Regions from separate parts of the Mus musculus genome. Here region 2 is linked to region 1. The links are chromatin contacts, called in public HiChIP or PLAC-seq maps. All regions are on one chromosome and are shown on one strand. The core of a region is the stretch at or near the end of the contact, and the rest is flanking DNA. Distances in the headings are between cores, read along the strand shown.

Region 1 (3,862 bases), core at 356-2,855:
AAAAACTCAAGAGTTCCACCTCCTTCTGCTTCCAAGTGCTGGGATTAAAGCCGCGCAGCACCGTGTCCTGCTCTGTACATTTTTATAAAACATTTAAAGTTCAATGGCCTGGCTATGGAGATGACTCGGCAGTAAGGGGCACAGCCTGCGCAGCTGGAGCATCAGGGTTGGATTCCCAGCACCAACCTGCCAGCTCACATCTGTCTGTTTTCTGGACTCTGTGGGCACAATGCATGCATGGACATAAGCACAGGCAAAACACCTATACACATCAAATAAAAATGTTTTTAGTCGGAGCCGGGCGTGATGGCCCACGCCTTTAATCCCAGCACTCGCGAGGCAGAGGCAGGTGGATTTCTGAGTTCGAGGCCAGCCTGGTCTACAAAGTGAGTTCCAGGACAGCCATAGCTATACAGAGAAACCCTGTCTTGGGAAAAAAAAAAAAAAAACCAACAAAAGAAAATGTTTTTAGTTATTTTTGAGATTAAAATTACATGTAATTACATCATTTGCTCCTTCCCTTTCAGCCCTATATAAATCATCCCATAGACCCCTGCTTGTTTTCTTTCAAATTCATGGCCTCTTTTTTCATTGTTGTTATACACACACACACACACACACACACACACACACACACACACACACACACTCACACACACACACACACACACTGAGAGCCAAAGTTAAATGCTGCAGGCTATTATTTGTGGGAGATAACAAGCCACGTGTTTTTTGTTCCTTAAACAATTGCTCCTGATGTGTTTAATCCCATGTATGTGAGAGGTACAAGTAATTAGAGGTACGTGTAAGACTCCGAGGAGCCTTAGCTTACAGGGGACCCCTGAGTGAGCCACGTGGAGCCAGGACCTATGCAAAAAGCAAGAGGAATTTATTGTTCCAGTGCACTGGGGTCATCCCAGACCCAAAGGAGAGGCAGTGACCACCAGCACCCATTCGGCCATTTTTTATATGGTTTCCAGGGGCAGAATAGAGCATCAGCAACTAGGCACAATATGATTGGCAGAACAGTGCACCCTTTAAACTGATTGGTCTTTAGGGGAATGAGGTGGCAAGGACTTCCCTTGTCTGAGGTGAGCAAGGTCAGTCTGTGGAATGTGTCTCTACCCGCAGGTCAGTCCCTACCCGTTGGTCAGTTCCTGCCCTGGAGTCAGAGAAATGCTAATTAGCCTCTCCCTTCCGGAGGGGTGAGTGTTTCATGACCTTTCCAAAGTTCCTATGCCGACCTTTTCAGATGCAGGCAGGACATACCTAGGCTGGAAGTATGTTAGGATATATGCTTTTTCTGGACCTGATGGGAAATACTGTGGCCTTCTGGGTGTTCTTTTTTGAACCTCCACAAAATGTGACTAGTGGCCATTTTCTGGAAACCCAGGAATGGACCTGGCCAGAGTCCATCACACTGGCTAGTTTTAAATTAAAGCTTGCTTTAAATTTGGCTCAAAATTGTGATAGTCTTATTCTCACCTGGCAGGATTAATAACACATATCAGTACACACAAGCTGCTGAGCCTATCTATCTAGTGTTACTTGTGTGTGTTCTCAGGGCAAACCATTTGGTATTGGATAACCAGTTGGTATGCTCTTCCCTGGGGGAGACTCTCTGTTCTCAGCATTCCTCAGTTGCCGTGGTTCTTTGTAAATGACAGACCTCCTGGGCGTAAATATTTTAAATTTTTTTGGTGCCTGAGCTGGACATTGGCATATGCCTTTAATCCCAGCACCTGGGAGGCCGGAGGCCGGCTAATTTCTGTGAGTTCAAGGCCACTCTGATCCTACAAAGTGAGTTCCAGGGCAGTCAGGGTTATACAGAAACAAACGTTTCAAAAAGCCAACAGACCAAGAAACCAAAATAAAACAAAACAACTGTGGTGATTTTGTGCATTAACTGTCCTTTGATATTGCGCCTTAGCTGCATGGCTGTGGTTTGTGCTTTTCTGTAGGACCTTGCACATGGTTATTAAATAAAGGATTTATTACAAAATCTTTAAACTCTTCAGAGGTGGAGAGTTTTTGAGATGTCTCAGTGGGTAAAGGCACTCGCTGCTACACCTGATGACCTGAATTTGATCTCTGGGACCCACGAGAGGGAAGGAGAGTGAGCCTCCTCAAAGCTGTCCTCTGACCTCCACACCCACGCACGTCCACTCGGGACACTCACACAAAGTCACCTAATTAATTTTAAAACCACAAAGGGGCTGAGATGCTTTTGTGTCAGTGCTGGGGATGAGGCCAGGTCTTTATGCATGCTAAGCACCACTGAGCCCCACCCTCCAGCATGAAACTGGTTTTCCTTTCAACATTCTGGACTATTTATATTTATTTTTCTCTTTGAGTCCTTTCTGTTGGGATGTTCATCTTTTAGTTCTCAATTTCCAGAGAAGTCTTTACATACTGGGAAAATTGACTTTTTCTCTGTAGTGAGTTACAAAAAAAATTTCCCCAGGAGAGTAAGACTCCCCATGTTCTCAGGAAAAGATTGATTTTTCAGTCTATATCCATGGTAACAAGTAACACGAGGACAGGCTATAAACCTAGCTAATCAATCAATGACATCTGGCTTTATAGAATACACCTCTGAAAGCTGAATGAAAATGAGCACACGACCTCCAAGGTGGGGTGGAGGAGGATTTTATTGTAAGTATGACAGAAAGTACAGCCACAGGCGTATGGACTGAACCGGTCCATGAAAGGAGAGAGAGGAAGAGAAGAGAGATGAGGACACCAAGAGAGAGAGAACCAGAGAGCTCATGGCCTTCATGTCCTGGTGAGAAGTTCTGGGAGGAGCCAGGTCCTGAGGGAGCCTAGAGTTCTGAGCATGCACTTTGGTGTGCTAATAGATACCACAGTCAGCCATTTGTCCTAGATTTCTTTGGGACCTGACAGAAAACCAGTCCCTAACAGTTTCTTGCTTTGGAAGTCCTCACCTTCAGTGATCCATGCCAGGAAAACCATTCTGAGACTGACTGTAACTCACTCCTGCTTCATAATCAAACAGATGAGACCATGTTATCTAGCCTAATATCTTGAGTTCTTATTAAACTGCCTATCACCAGTTTGCTTTGTGCCAAGTGATTATGTCCAATCATAATCATTATTATGTCTATTTTTAGCATACGCAGTAAATTCAGACTTAGGGTCTTAATTTTGACATTTTTGGTCTCTCATTTTTTTGGTGGGGGTGGTGTTTTGAGACAGGGTTTCTCTGTATATACCCTGGCTATCCTGGAACTCACTTTGTAGACCAGGCTGGCCTCAAACTCAAGAAATCTGCCTGCCTCTGCCTCCCGAGAGCTGGAATTAAAAGTGTGCGCCACCATGCCCGGCTGTTCTCTCATTATTTTTTGGTTTTATGAGACAGGGTTTCTCTGTGTAGCCCTGGCTGTCCTGGAACTCACTTTGTAGACCAGGCTGGCCTCGAACTCAGAAATCCGCCTGCCTTTGCCTCTCAAGTGCTGGGATCAAAGGCGTGCGCCACCACCGCCCTGTTCTCTCATTTTTACACCAGTTTTTCATTTCACCTTACGGAGTATATGTGTATAATGCTGATTTTTAAAAGCCATGCAACTGATTCTTTTTTTTTTTAATTTATTAGGGATTTTCTTCATTTACATTTCAAATGCTATCCCAAAAGTTCCCCATACCCTCCCCCCCTCAACTGATTCTTTTAATGTGGTGCTGTTGTGCCAGGGAAATGTTAGTGATCCCCAAAAACACACACAGGAGCCAATCTGATGCAACTCACAGCAGGGTCTTTATTCAAGCTAGCTCGAGGCCCCCCACTTCCCCAACTACCACACTACTGTCACGCAGGACAGTTTTGGTGGTGGGGGAGCCCCGAATG
Region 2 (3,862 bases), core at 385-2,884, 87 kb after region 1:
TCTTCAAATTCTAGAATGTTTCTTAATCTCTTTCTTCACACATTTAAAGTTTTCATTGAAGAGATTTTTTACCTCTTTTGTTATGTATATTCTAAATATTTGATTTGAGAATCTGGGAAGAGGAGCACGTCCATGACCTCTCTCCCAGCAGGCTTGTTACTCATGTATTAAGACTGGTAAATTTTGTAAGTCAATTATGTATCATAACACTTTGCTGAAATTATTGATAATTTCTACAATTTTTCTAGTCAAATTTTGGGAACATTGGGTATAAGATAATATAATCTTCAATTGAAAATAATTTGACTTAATATTTTCCCATTTGTATCCCTTCTCTTGCCTTACTGCTTTCAATCACGTTATGGATGAGCAGTAGGGAGAGTGGGCAGTCCTCTCTCATTCCTGATGTTAATGGGGCTTATTAATGGATTTATTCATTTAGGATGATATTGACCATGTGTTTGTCATTTATAACCTTTATTATGTTAGAACATGTTTCCTACAGTCCTATTTGTTCTAGGGCTTTTATTAAGAATGCATGTTGAGAGCTGGGTGTGGTGGCGCACACCTTTAATCCCAGCACTTGGGAGGCAGAGGCAGGCAGATTTCTGAGTTCGAGGTCAGCCTGGTATAGAGTGAGTTCCAGGACAGCCAGGGCTACACAGAGAAAACCCTGTCTCAAAAAAACTAAAAAACAAAAAAACAAAACAAAACAAAACAAACAAACAAAAAAGGAATTCATGTTGAATCTTATCAAAGACGTTTTCTTTTTTCTTCCATTGAAATGATCATATGATTCTTGTATTTTTTTTTGTCCATGTATTTGGTTTATTACATTTATTTCTTATATATGTTAAAAATAAAATCAATGAAAAATAAAATAAAATTCCTATACACATTACAAGAATAATTTTTAAAGCAATTTGTGTCTCACTCCACTTCCAGAATTTGTGAACTTAATTCTATCTTCTATAAATTCTTTTTTCCCCCTCTTTTTGGTTTTTTAAGACAGGGTTTCTCTGTGTAGCCCTGGCTGTCCTGGAACTCACTCTGTAGAACCAGGTTGGCCTCAAACTCAGAAATCCACCTGCCTCTGCCTCCCCAGTGCTAGGATTAAAGGCGTGCGCCACCACTGCCCGGCTTACTTTTTATAAATTTTTAAACTGGCTGCAACAACCAAGAACCACATATGGTGTATTCTGTCTCTATAATTGTCCCTGCTAAGTATGAGGAAGGAAGTTAATTAGGAGGAATGTTTTATCTGGCTTCTTGAAATAAAGATACAGAAATTCTCGGGTATTAGTTGTCATTTTTGCTGTTAATGTGACACAGAATTTTAAGCTATTAGTTTTTGCTTTTGTTCTATCTTACTTTTGAGACCGGGTTCCTGCTTCCACTTCTGTCTTTTTAGGATTGCAGGGAGCTTCTACATCCAGTGGCTGGGGCCTTGAATAGGAGCTTACCAAAGGCCTGTCTGGAGCCATCCCTGTGTGACACACAGTGTTTGTGCGACTGTGACACTCCAGGATGATGGATGCCCTGTGCTTGAACACGAGGGAGAAGGAAGACGACGAGGCTGAGAAAGTGGGGTGAGAAGGAAGAAAGGGTGGGTGCTCAGGGGTGCTCTCTCAGAAGAGCCCAGATGGTACAAGGAAGGATGACACAGCCGGATGGAGCAGCTGATGTGGAAAGGGCGCTGGTGGCAGAGGAGGCTGAGGGACTGCTCCTGGGTGCATCAGTGACTCACTAAGACCGTTGAGCTTGTGAGTCCATGTGTCCTTCCTTGGAATCACATGAAAGTGAGCAGAGAATGAGTGGGTCACGAGCACAGGCTTCGCCTGGGACAGAATGATTTTTCAGTGGAGGCCCGTGGGCAGCTGTGGACACCCACGCCCACTCGAGTTCACATGAATACCCAGGCAACCGCTACATATGCAGGACCTTCCCGACCCTGCAAGCCTAGCCGGCTGGGGCTGCCCGAGGGGCCAAGGTCCATTTTGAAGAGTGTCTCCTCCACTTTCTTGTTCTCCTATCCTGATTCTTGCCATCACAAACAGGTAAGAAGAGATGAGAGGGTCCTCTAAAATGATATATCCTAGACCAGCAGGGCTTAGCCGTTTAGACTGCCAGTCTTGCGATACCAGCTCTGCTGCTTAACCACTGGGACTTGAGGCTGTCTCTCAGTGAACTTGTCTTGGTGAACTTCAGGCCTCTGTACCTGCCTAGAATACCTTTCCCATCCAGTGCCTCCTTAATAGTTAAGTTTTGCCATGACAGCACTCCTTCCAGGAGCCCTTGTTGTTTCAGGCAAGGGTCAAGCAGTCCTGTGAGAGAGCTTCTGCCCTTTATTCTCCTCCTTTTTCTCTGTTCCCCTAGCTCTATAGTCCTCGAGGGAAGGGACTGCTTTGTTTTGATTTTCACCGTTTTCTCCCTAGGTTCTAGTGCAGTTGTCTGGCTTAACATCTACTAAAGGATGCAGGGAGAGATGGGAGTGGGGAAACCGGACACAGAAATTGTGCTCTTCCTCCCAGGCAAGTGCTCCTGGGCCCAGACAGTGGCTGATGATTGGTTCACACGGCCTGCACCTCAGGTTCTAGGGAGGGCCTCCTCTACAGCCTAGTTTTAAGATTTGACCTTTGGGGGAATAATGGTACATACCTTCGGTCTTATCACTTGGGAGGTGGAGGCAGAAAAATCAGAAATTCAAGGCCAGCTTCTGCTACAAGAGACCCCGTCTCAAAAACCAAACCAAACCAAACTTGACCTTCTGATCTCGGCTGCCTCTACTCACGAGAAAATGGGCTCTTTGCTAATCTGACTCACATGTTTGGAAGGCTGTCTCGGGGCGTTGTGGTTTCTAAGGGAACAGTCTCAGAGAGGAAGTGAAAGGCAAACCGAGTCACAGCATCCTTTCTCTGTAGATGGAGTAGGGCCCTCTTGCTCTTCTCAGGGCAGGCCAGCCAAGGGTTACTAGTGACTGAGCAGGGCCAGAACCTTCAGGGACAGACTCTTGTCTTAGTTCCCCTTCAAGTTATCCTTTTCCTTCATTTTCAGTTAAAATTTTATGTTGCAAGCTGAGCATGCCCAGAGACATTTCTGTTCATTGCTTTGACATATAGGTACCATCCTCCTCGAAAAATTCCTAGTTTTCCATAACAACTTCATTTGAGCTTGCTCAGAGTGCCTTAGCTGAGCATGCTTGTGTACATATACTTAGAGTGGGGCCACCCCGGTCTGACTGTGAATTAAGCCCTCGAATGGAATCCTCTTGCTCCGTTTGCTCTCTTTGGCAGTACGTATAAACATCCTTACCTACTTCTTTACGCCTTGGCCACGCTGGTTCTGGCTTGGCACTCACTGAGACACTGTGAGCCTGTTGTGTCCCGTTAGGTGCTCTCTGAATTCCACTCACCCAAAAGACCATACTCGGGTTTGCAGTTTTTCTCTATTTGTTTAAATTTGTTTTGTTTTGTTTAGCCTAGGCTCATGTAGCCTAGCCTGGCCTCAAATACACACTGTAGCCAAGGCTGGCCTGAACTGTAAATCCCTTGTTTCCAATCCCATGTGTGTGCTAGCATGGAGGCACACACCACCATGCCTGACTTCAAGAATTATTCATTTGTTGATTATCTAAAGTTCAGTAATAACTTTGAGTCTTTTCTTGTTTGTTTCTTTGTTTGCTTATTGAAGCAGGGTCTCTTGTAGCCACAGTAGGCCTTAAACTCACTATGTGGAGAACAGCCTTGAACTCCTAATCTCCTTGACTCTAGTTCCCAAATCTGGGACCATAGGTGTGTGCCACTGGGCCTGGCGCAGGCTCACTCACTATTCCAGCCCTTCCTTTGGTTTTCCCAAGAGAAAA

What was found. HiChIP or PLAC-seq counts read pairs in DNA pulled down with a chosen protein or histone mark.
Region 2: a contact with region 1 is called in an H3K27ac HiChIP or PLAC-seq map of embryonic stem cells, with 5 read pairs. The contact joins the promoter of Tm4sf19 here to the enhancer-like site in region 1. A contact is called at or near these places in 2 of 484 Hi-C or Micro-C datasets (cortical neurons and nephron progenitors), 3 of 115 datasets of contacts at active chromatin or transcription factors (the 230-238 cell line and embryonic stem cells) and 3 of 9 other capture datasets (adipose tissue, liver and pancreatic islet).

Annotation. Positions count from the first base shown.
Region 1 is chr16:32,311,441-32,315,302 of GRCm38.p6, forward strand. No RefSeq gene overlaps it. Among named protein-coding and RNA genes, the nearest start is that of Ubxn7, 19 kb to the right of the region's middle. Within about 2 kb of position 1,606, at least 19 of the 459 cell types and tissues checked have an H3K27ac peak or open chromatin away from gene starts, as enhancers often do. A contact at or near this core is called in embryonic stem cells, where this site is marked.
Region 2 is chr16:32,398,872-32,402,733 of GRCm38.p6, forward strand. It overlaps Tm4sf19 (transmembrane 4 L six family member 19), which reads left to right and starts at 1,635. Exons shown (of 5, transcript NM_001160402.1): 1 at 1,635-2,057.